Linked DNA regions of Mus musculus: regions 1 and 3 are each linked to region 2. A link is a contact called in public promoter capture Hi-C data. All regions are on one chromosome and are shown on one strand. The core of a region is the stretch at or near the end of the contact, and the rest is flanking DNA. Distances in the headings are between cores, read along the strand shown.

What was found. Promoter capture Hi-C pulls out the DNA fragments that hold promoters and counts their contacts.
Region 1: a contact with region 2 is called in a promoter capture Hi-C map of liver, with 3 times the contacts expected there. The contact joins the promoter of Mkln1 here to the promoter of Tnpo3 in region 2. A contact is called at or near these places in 2 of 39 promoter capture datasets (liver and pre-B cells).
Region 3: a promoter capture Hi-C map of pre-B cells shows a contact between it and region 2, with 6 times the contacts expected there. The contact joins the promoter of 4930412F09Rik here to the promoter of Tnpo3 in region 2. A contact is called at or near these places in 4 of 39 promoter capture datasets (liver, neutrophils and pre-B cells) and 2 of 9 other capture datasets (adipose tissue and liver).

Annotation. Positions count from the first base shown.
Region 1 is chr6:31,397,115-31,400,516 of GRCm38.p6, forward strand. It overlaps Mkln1 (muskelin 1, intracellular mediator containing kelch motifs), which reads left to right and starts at 1,714. Exons shown (of 18, transcript NM_013791.2): 1 at 1,714-1,840. The coding sequence starts at 1,743. Mkln1os (muskelin 1, intracellular mediator containing kelch motifs, opposite strand) reads right to left here and starts at 1,659. Exons shown (of 3, transcript NR_040300.1): 1 at 1,501-1,659.
Region 2 is chr6:29,607,925-29,611,431 of GRCm38.p6, forward strand. It overlaps Tnpo3 (transportin 3), which reads right to left and starts at 1,925. Exons shown (of 23, transcript NM_177296.5): 1 at 1,442-1,925. The coding sequence starts at 1,561.
Region 3 is chr6:30,901,731-30,905,152 of GRCm38.p6, forward strand. It overlaps 4930412F09Rik (a long non-coding RNA gene), which reads left to right and starts at 1,832. Exons shown (of 4, transcript XR_868928.3): 1 at 1,832-1,953. Tsga13 (testis specific gene A13) reads right to left here. Exons shown (of 8, transcript NM_054073.2): 6 at 523-665.

The sequences.
Region 1 (3,402 bases), core at 464-2,963, 1.8 Mb after region 2:
AAGTACATATATGCAATAACAATTAATGAAAAAGGGGCCATAAATTTGAATAGTAGGGACAGCTATATAGAAGGTTTGGAGGAAGGAAAGGGATGGGAGAAATACTGTAATTGAATTACAATCTCAATAAGAAGAATTGGTTTATATCTGTTTTTCACATTATATAGTTGATCAGGAACTATACAATTCTCTGCCTGGAAGAAAAACAACAACAACAATAACAACAACAACAACAATGACTTACTAAGATCCAAAAAGAAGAGGAATTAGCAAATTGTGGGTCCTCTAACTGGAGTGAATCCCCATCTTATCTTCTCCCTTTTAGAAGACAATCTTTCCCTCCAAGATAATTTCTCTGTAACTAACTTCCTCCATGGTAGGCAGTTATCTAACTGAAGTCAGTGGGGTTAGAGCATTACCTCAGGGGTCATTACCTCAGGGGTCATTACCTCAGGGGTCAATACCTCAGGGGTCATTACCTCAGGGCTCATACTCATTCCCAACAAAGTCTTAAACACTGAGTATACTTGTGGTCTAGCTGACATTGCTAGTGGTATCATAGTAGAGGCTACTGCTAAAATTTCACCAATGGAAACGAAGCCAATAAAGAATTGGAGAGATTTGATGGGCCGGTTAACGATCATAATCAAAAAGAGTAAAACTATTGGATCATTTATTGAGATACTCTTTGCTTGAGTTTTTAATATCCTCTGGTTGACACAATGATGCAATCCAAACTTCCAGGAGTCCAACCTCTTAGGCAGGGAGTGACACGATTTTGGGTGATGCCGCTAGGTAAGCAAGGGCATATTTATAACCCTGACAAACAGGTACTAGACAGGAGCATTATCTAACTTTGCCACCTATTTAGGCCAGATGTTCCTTTTGTGATAAAAAGCTGGAATGATGCCTGCTGTCAGGCTTCATGAACAGTATGTATGTTGGAGGTGGGTGGGGTGTACTCATTATTCCTTCTGAAGAAGACGCGATCTTTTCTCAAACATCTCTCTCTTTCCAAACATTTGGGCTAAATTTATGTTAAAATTCAAAGCAAGCAGATTTAATGCCGGAGACAAATGATGGCACACAACTTTCCAACTCTGAGCATCTTCCTGGTATGTGGGCGAATGTCATTTCTGGGTACAACGATGCCATCAGAATATTAGTAAGAGAGGCCGACAAGAAATGTTTACAGACTGATAGCAGAACACACTAGCTGTTCCTTTATCTTGCCTCCACCTGACCCTTGAACACGGTGACAAGGACATTTTTACCCCAGGTCAACTGCAGAGACAAAGGCCATACGTTATTATTGCACTTCAATTCTCCTCACCTCTGTTTCCGGAGAGGATTTATAAACAGGCTAGAGCAGTGGTTTCCAAAGTAGGAAAGATGGAAAGATATTCCCTTCCCAAGCTCATCGAATTTTCCCTTCCTATTCTAGGAGACGTTTCTTTCTTTTTTTTTTTTTTTTCAAAATGTCCTTGGCTTTGTCTTTACCTGAGCTTGTATGAAAAGTCCTCTGTGCCACTCCTCTGCCAGCCTCACAGGAAAGGAAAGCCTCCCTGGGAGGGTCAGCTAGGAAAGGACAGCGTGGGAAACCCGAGGAAGCGGCCTCCAAGCAGCCAGTGCCGGCCCTGCGCGGTCGGGTTCCCGGCGCGGCCCCTTTAAGAGCAGGCCCCGTCCCCGCCCTCCTCCTGGCGGGGCTGGCGCTCGGTGGTGGCCGCTACGGTGCTGACAAGATGGCGGCTGGCGGGGCTGTTGCTGTGGCGCCGGAGTGCCGGCTTCTGCCCTACGCGCTGCATAAGTGGAGCTCCTTCTCCTCCACCTACCTTCCCGAGTAAGTGCGGGGCCCCGCGCTCGAGCTGTCGGAGCCGCTCGGTGAGAGCGCGGCCCGCCAGAGCGTGCGGTGTGGGGAGCGGAGCCGAGAGAGGCCCAGGCGGGGCCTGTGACGGGGAACGCGCGGCCTCCGGAGCTTCTCAGTGCGGCGGCCGAGTGCTCCGGCCTGGCGGGCCGAGGCCGGGCTGAGGGCCCGGGAGCGAGCTCCGGGTGGCGGCGGCGAGGCGGGCTTGCGCAGCGGGAGGTGAGGCGGAGCGGAGCGGGGCTCCGGGCCCGGGCCGCGGGCGAGCCTCCCCCGCCGTCGGAGGTGGTCAGGGCGACGACGGGGGCCCGGTCCTTCCCGGACGGCTCGGACAGCGCCGGAGTTCCTGAGCCCGCAGTAAAAGTGCTTAGCTCTGCACGAGTGGCGAGAGAAGTTGGGGAGTCCATCCGCACCCTGGCGAGAACTTGGAGGACTGGCAGAGGGGTGTCTTGGCTTTTTTTGGACGGGGGGGGGGGCTGGAAGTTCTGAAAAAGATAGGGAAGGAGGGCAGGTCTGGGGGCGTGCGGCTTGCCCGAGGGCACCACCAAGTCAGCAGAAATGGCCTTAGGAACACAACGAGGAACGGGTGCAGTTTTCCGTTGCTATTCGAATAAAATTGCTACATCTCCGGAGTGTCCTGAACAGGGAGTGTGTTCCATTCGTATTTTTAAAATTCCTCCCGTTTGTTCAGATTGGATTTCTCGAGTCCAGTCGGTCAGGACTCTGGAAGTTGAAGCTGCGGGTGAAGAGTCAGCCTCCGCGGACTGCCCACCTGCCCTCCTCCTAGTCACCAGGTCAAGGGTTGGCACTGAAGCCTTGTAGCTCCCGCCCAATGAAGGCTGACCTGTGGTCTGATCTGGCCGGTTGTGGCCTGTTGATAGCTGGTACATGGCCACATCTCTGATTGATATTGGAACCCAGCTTTTAATTTGAGGGTGAGCTGGATAAGCACCGACCTTCATTTGAAGTGGACTTGTGGCTGTTCATTCTGTAAACCTCTGTTTTTTTGTTTTTTGTTTTTGTTTTTTTTTGGTAGTTTTTTCTTTTGGAGGTGTGTGTGTGGTTGTTTGTTTTGGAGGCCTTTTTAAGGTTGTTTGTTTTGACTGACTCCTTTGAATCTGAAGATAACATTTTTTTTTGTGTCTAGGTTAGAGAGTTGGTGGTGTGTCACTAACTACCTCGAATGACTTTTTCCACCCCCAGGTCTTTGGTTAGATAACTTACACTTTAGGTTGTCTGCCATCGCTTTACCTTCTGGTGTAGGCATGAGACTGGGATAGCCCAAATCCCAGTTGCATTACCTGTTGTATGGGCATGTTAAGGAGAGAGGCATTTCTAAAAGGAGTCTTGATCTGGTGGGATAGTGGTTTTAGTCAGCCTCCAGTTTGGAGTGGGGACAGCACCTGCTGTTCCAGTTGGACTGCAGCTGGAAGAAGCCATTGCTATAGCTTCCTTAAGGCCACAGAGAAAACAGTTTATTTGCACTTAGTACTTGCACTTAGTGTATCTTGTTTAACCACAAAGACATTTCAAACATATAG
Region 2 (3,507 bases), core at 675-3,174:
ATGCCCTCTTCTGGTGTGCCTGAAGACAGCTACAGCATATACACATATAATAAATAAATAAATCCTTTAAAAAAAATAGAAAACTGTATGAAGAACTGTAGAGAACTGTAACTCCCTCGTCTGCAGAACTAAAAGCTACAGGAGGCCTACACGGGGAGCCTACACTGAACCTTTTTTTTCCTCCTCCATTTAGCCCTAATTGTCCTGGAACTCTGTAGACCAGGCTGTTCTGGAACTCAGAGATTAGCCTGCCTCTGCTGAGATTTAATCTCAGCTGAGATTAAAGTCGAGTGCTTCCACACCCAGCAAAATTTTATTTGTCTTCCCACAATATAAACAAGAACTTGAGTGTCACATTTACATGCAACCATCAGAGTTAAAGTGGCAAATATTTTTTTTTAATTATGTACTTGCAACCTAGGGGCTTATTTAAGAAGATACAGCACCATTAAACATCAGTTATGAGTTAAACAGAAAAGGGAGAGCAAGCATTTCATGTTTGTGAGTATAAAATGAAATAATGAATAAAGGGTGAAGAGAGAGAGAGAGAGCTAGAGATGTAGGCAGGACTGGATCCCCAGCACCAAACACAAGGAAAAGAAAAAGAAAGTAGGTACTTAGTCTGTTAAGAGGCTCCTTAGTTTTCAAAGAATTTCACAGTTCATAGACTAAAACCTAAACACTGTCAGCAAAATCACAAGCTATTAAAATTCATAAAAAATAAAAACATAGCAAAGGTGAGTGTGAAAAATCATGGAAGAAAATACAAAGTGTGAGTCAAAAAATGAAAAAACATGAGCCCAAAAATTTAACATGTGGAAATACGATAGATACAACACACACTCCACCACATGCTCACAAAAATATGGACTAATTAATATAGCTATGATAGCCATCTTACAAATAAAAACGTACAGGCAGAAGAAATACAGTAGGAATCTGATATAAAACAAAAGAACTACAAAGATTTCCTGAAACCATAACTAATTTTTCTTTATATTACGTTGCACTCCAATGAGAGGAGAAAATTTGTACGAACACGAATCTAGAAGCCTGAGAAATTTCGAGAATAACACGAATGAAAATCGGCAAGGGACACTGAGGGGTGAGTAAGGCTGCCAAAGGGAAGGTATTGCCAGATGCAACTCTTGAATACGGAAGGTGTACCAAAAGCACTTAAAGGAGAGCCAGACCACAAGCGAGACGTACAGAACTACAAAACGGATTCCACAGACGAGGGAAAGGGCCCGTTCGTGACCAATCAGTTGCCACTGGTTTCCGAAAGGCAGCACATCTGTGGCTGCTCAGCCCCACCCCGCGGCACCAGCTCCTTCGGAAAGAGGATCTCCCACTGCCAAGCGCTCCACTCAAGCGGAGAACCATCCCATCCCACTCGGCCCTGGTCCCGCGCGGCTCAGAACGGACTCTCCCCGAACCTCACCGAACGCTGCAGCTCCCCAAGCCAAAACGAGGCGCGCTCCTTTCCGCTGGGATCCGGGTCGTGGTAAAGCGCTTGCACCGCCTGGTACACGAGCTGCAAGGTTGGCTTGGCTCCCTCCATGCTGGCGGGAGCGGCGGCGATGACAGCAAAGAGCCCGATACTCCTCCCTAGGCTTCCGCTTGCTCTGCCTTCAAGCGTCCTCACTGTCTCGGCCACAGCCGCTCCCTGACTGGCGCCATCTCCTCCTTTCTGGCCGTTACCAGGGAAGGGGGGTTCCTCGTGGAAGTTGCCCCCTCGGAAACAGCGGAGAGGTCGCTTTCAGGTTCCTGCCTCCTTTTTGTCTTGTCTTCCCGCCAGAATCGCAGACTCTCGAGTCCGGACACGGGTTCTGGCTTCTGCACCTCCCGCCTTGCTCGCAGAGGCCTACCTCCGCATGACACGAACCACGCAGCGAGCCGAAGCAGGGCTTCCCCGGGCCGGAAGTGGCCGTCCGTAGACTTTGGCACACTTCCGCCTGGTGCACCACAAACTGCCTCCTTCCCGGCACGCCTCCTCTTGTTTCCCCCGCCTCCTCCCGGAAGTGACCCTGCCGGACTAGGAGAACCAAGGGGAAGTAGGCACAAGGTAGTCAGTCTCCTAGGTGCGTAAGTCTTTATTTGAGCTTCAAGTCTGGCTACTCTTAACGTTCCTGACCAAATCTTATCTCGTCAGCAAGGAATCCAAAGTCTTTCCTCCCGGTTCCTACTTCTTCACCCGTCTCCAAGGAGTGTTTAAGAAACATCAGTTCAGCCGGGCGTGGTGGCGCACGCCTTTAATCCCAGCACTCGGGAGGCAGAGGCAGGCGGATTTTTGAGTTCGAGGCCAGCCTGGTCTACAGAGTTCCAGAACAGCCAGGGCTACACAGAGAAACCCTGTCTCAAAAAAAAAAAAAAAAAGAAAGAAAGAGAGAGAGAGAGAGAGAAAGAAAGAAAGGAAGAGAGCCTGTAATCTCAGCTCTTGGAAGTTAGCCACAACACCATCAGGAGGAATTCAAGACCAGCCTCTAATACGTGGAACTCTGTCTCTTTAAAAAAAAAAACCAAAAAAAAAAAAAAAAAAAACAGCCAAGCGGTGATGGCAGACAGGTTTAATCCCAGCACTCTGGAGTCAGAGGCAGGCCTAACTCTTGAGTTTGGACCAGCCTAGTCTACAGAGCAAGTTCCTGGACAGCCAGGAATACACAAAGAGACCTTGTCTCAGAAAATAATTAACAAATAAATAAATAAATGACAAACAAAATCAACTGTCTAGCAATCCTCAGTTAACATGCCAGTTTCCCAATATTGCTGCTTCACTAAAAATAACTGTTAGTATCTAATGAAGGCTGACCATGTGTAATGTAATGTAATGTAGTGAAAGATTAACAACCTTCCAAAATAAGTCCTTTTTTAATGAAATAGTTTTGGTTTGCTTATTTGTTTGTTTGTTTGTTTGTTTGTTTCGAGACAGGGTTTCTCTGTGTAGAGGGCCCTGGCTGTTCTGGAACTCACTCTGTAGACCAGGCTGGCCTCGAACTCAGAAATCCGACTGCCTCTGCCTCCCGAGTGCTGGGATTAAAGGCGTGCGCCACCACGCCCAGCTCTAATGAAATAGTTTTAAAGACTTATTTTTATGTGTATGAGTGTTTTGCCTACATATTTATGCATGTGCAACTTGGTCCTGGAGGAGTTACCGTGTGAGCTGCTATATAGATCCTGAGAATTGAGTGTGGGTTCTCTACAAGATCAGTGAGTGTGTCAACTCTCCAGCTCCTAAACCTCATTTTAAAAGATGAGAATTTAAAGCTGTTCATGCTGGACCATATTTATAATCCCAGCACTTGGGAGGCAGAGACAGGAGGGTTGCTGCATATTTGAGGCCAGCCTGGGGTTCTTTGTGTGGTTCTGGTTGTCCAGAAACTCTGCCTTCTGGGTTCTGGGATTAAAGGCATGTACCTCCACTGCCCAACTAGTCACAAGAATTCTTTTTTTTTTTTTTTTTTTTGTGGTTTTTCGAGACAAGGTTTCTCTGTGTAGCCCTGGCTGTCC
Region 3 (3,422 bases), core at 582-3,081, 1.3 Mb after region 2:
TTGTGTTGGTCAACAATTCCTGGGCATGGGGCCTACCCTGAAATGTGGTTGATATAGTTAATGAGACTCCATTGAAAAACAAAACAAAACAAACCAAAACAATTTTCCCTTTGCCAGCAGGTACCAATTGCAGATCGTTCCTTGATTATGAAACCAGAACCTGGTGTCTGCTTCTCCCTCTCAGTTCTGGGACCCTTCTGTCTTGAACCTGGGAAGATCTTGTCTAAGCTGCCATGGTCTCTATGAGTTCACATTGTGCCTCAGTCCTACTGTGTCTCCCATACCTGATGGTGAGGCCCTACTGCTAAGGACAAAACTTATGTCATGGAACACAAAGGACGTCTTATGTGTTCTGACATCTTTACAACCACACTGCATGGGGAAACTTCTCCAGCACATTCTCTTCCAACTAACCTTATCCCAAGTCTCCCTGAGCTTCTATTTGTGCTTGCTAAATTATTCAGCAATATACACAAGGGAGAGAACAGAAAACAACAGGCCCGATAAGAGCTAGCACTTCACCTAAACCATTGTTGTCCCTTGAAGGTAGGATCATCTAGCCGTTTCATAGGGAAGACTGGCTTCAGCTCTGGTTTTAACTTCTTTTTCTGAGACATTGTGGGAAAGAAGTCATTCTTGTTGGGTTTGCACCGATGGAGAGTTTCCTGAGGATGGAAAAAAAAAAAAAAGCATGAAAGGGAAAGGAAACTGAGTCTCTAGAAGTTGAAAAATGGAGCTGAGTTCCTGGCCTAAATCACAATGGAATGTGAAAAGTTAAAATGGCAAACCCAACCTACCAGAGAAAAAGAAATCACAAAGACCACAAAGAGAGGAAGTGGGGAGAGACCCATTTTATCCTCAGGTACCTTTCCCCAAACTGGGTCAGTTTCCGGAGTAACTGACTGGACTCCTTAGCCATGGGCTCCTGAAAATTAATGGCAGAAGTTGTTCCTGGGTTTGGAAGAGTTTATGGCAGAAAAGCTGTGCCCTGCTCTGAGTTACTCCATATTGTGTAAAATGGTGACTTTTTAGCTGTTCTTTCCTTGGGTGACACCATTTAACAAAGGAGCTTTAAGCTGCATTTTAAGAGCAAGTGTGGAGAAGGAGGATTCTGTATTTTGTAGCCCATGTAGAAACCACCTTCTGTTGAGCACCAACCCTGAAGCAGACTGACAAATAACTTACTCCTAAAACTGAAGGGTACAACACTCCGATAAGGTCTCTCCAAACTTCTCAAACTCTGAAGCTTCTAGATCCTTTTCTAGCCATTCCGAAATCTTCACATTTGTGGGTGGGTAGATGGATGGATGGGTGGATGGAGTCACCACGTGACACACAATGTGCACAAAGTTGAGAGTTTTTATTAGTAGTTAAGATTGTAATAAAACAATCTGTGTTTGCCAGCAGCCAGCTATCAAGGGAATACAAGACTGCTTGGCAAATTGCAGCCAACCAAAGCAAGCAAAGTGGTTTGTGAGTTTATGGTTACTTAATGAATTCTGACATTAGGTAAAGACACAGGTGTGCCTGTCTGTCTCTGACACAGCACACTTACAACAGACCCAATCTGTGACTTGCTCGGAAGACCAAATATTTAGGGGTAAATCGGGAAGCCAACCCATGGAACTCTACCTTCCTTCCTTTCTTGGAGACAGCTGCCTTATCTGCTATGTTCTTTCTCTCTCTCTCTTTCTTTCTTTCTTTCTTTCTTTCTTTCTTTCTTTCTTTCTTTCTTTCTTTTTTTTTTCTGCTATGGAAAGGCCATAGAATGAACGGTTTTATGATGTCATAATTTTACCATTCCTAAAGGTCACATAATCAAAAGCTTTCAGACTCTTAAAAGTCATCCAGTCTGACTGGCCCCCTGGCTCTCACATCCCATCCAGAATTTTCCTGTCAAGTGATCCAGTTGTCTTATACCTAAAAACAAAGCAACACCAACCTAAAAGACAGGTAAGCTGGCTCAGCAGGTAAAGGTGATTGCTGTCCAAGGCTGGAAACGTGAGTTCCAAACCTAAAACTAATTCCACAAAACTGTCTTCTGACTTGCACACATTCTAATACCTCCGTGCCTGCTCTGCCTTCTCCATGGAACACACACACTAATCATAATGGCAACGATGCTAAGAACAAGCTTCATCTTTAATCAGCTAACACATGTCTCCTTGTAGCTTTTTTTCCAAAATAGTTCCAGCAGAATGAAGCCAGTGCCTCTTACACAGCACACTCAATTAAAAAAAAAAAAAAAACCCACCAGGTTCCACCTAGGTTCTGTTTTCCCTGAGATACACAGTGTCAATATTTTAAACTATTTGTCACCTGACTCAGTTTGAATTGCCTTCTTCTTGTGATTTATCTTACTAGAGAAAGTTACAAGTAATGTTTTCCTAACGGGAGGCTATGTAAAATGAGACCCAGGATGCTGGGAGCAGCAATCACATGATACGTCCCCTGACTCCTTTGAAATGTCTATTGAATAGCCATAACCTCTGCTGAGCACCTCCCTAAATTACACTATCTAAACCTCCCACTCACATTCTATTTCCCCTTTCTGATTTTTTTTTCCAAAGCACCTGTCACATTATAAACGATCTGCATGGTTGCTTCTTTGCAGTCTGCATAGAGAGTTTAAATCATTAGACTTACACTTCAGTAAAGTAAAGACTTTAGAATATTCACTGATATATCCTCAGTCCTTCATAGGATCTGGCACATAGGAGAAGAGAAATGTTTGTTGAACTGATGACCAAGCTATCAATTGACATATTAAGCTTTTACTTTCCTGACTCGAAAATCTTTTTAAAAAATACTTGGTATCACCACTGGACGATTGCATTTCCGTTCTGAATTCCTTCTCTTTGAGCTGTTTTAGTCTGAAGATATAGAACCTTACGCCAATTATTTAATAGGTGACTTAATGAAATAGCACAACCAAAGCACTAGCATGTAGCTAATGACCCTGCCATTAAAAACAGCAGAAACCTTAGCAGAACTGGGTCTGGGGACAACAAACAAACAAACAAACAAACAAACAAACAAACAAAACAAAAGGGGTGTCGAGATGGCTCTGTAGTAAAGGTAGAAAAAGGGGCTTGTTGCCTGATGATCTGAGTTCTATCCCCAGGGCCTACATGATGGAAGGAGAGAGCTGACCCCAGCAGGTTGTCCCCCCAACCTCCACACGCCTCTCTCTCTCTCCCTCTCTCTCTCTCTCTCTCTCTCTTTCTCTCTCTCGTTGTAAAGTGACTTATATTATTTGACCTAACCTGTACAAAAGACATAAAATCCTGGTATTTTATTTGCCGGCTGTAAACCTAGATTGGGCAGAGTTTGAGTCATTCTAACTTACTTCTTAGCCATGTGTCCCTTGGGACTTGTTTGAGTCTCGCCTGGGCCATTTCCTCTCCGTCAGTCTGTCCTCA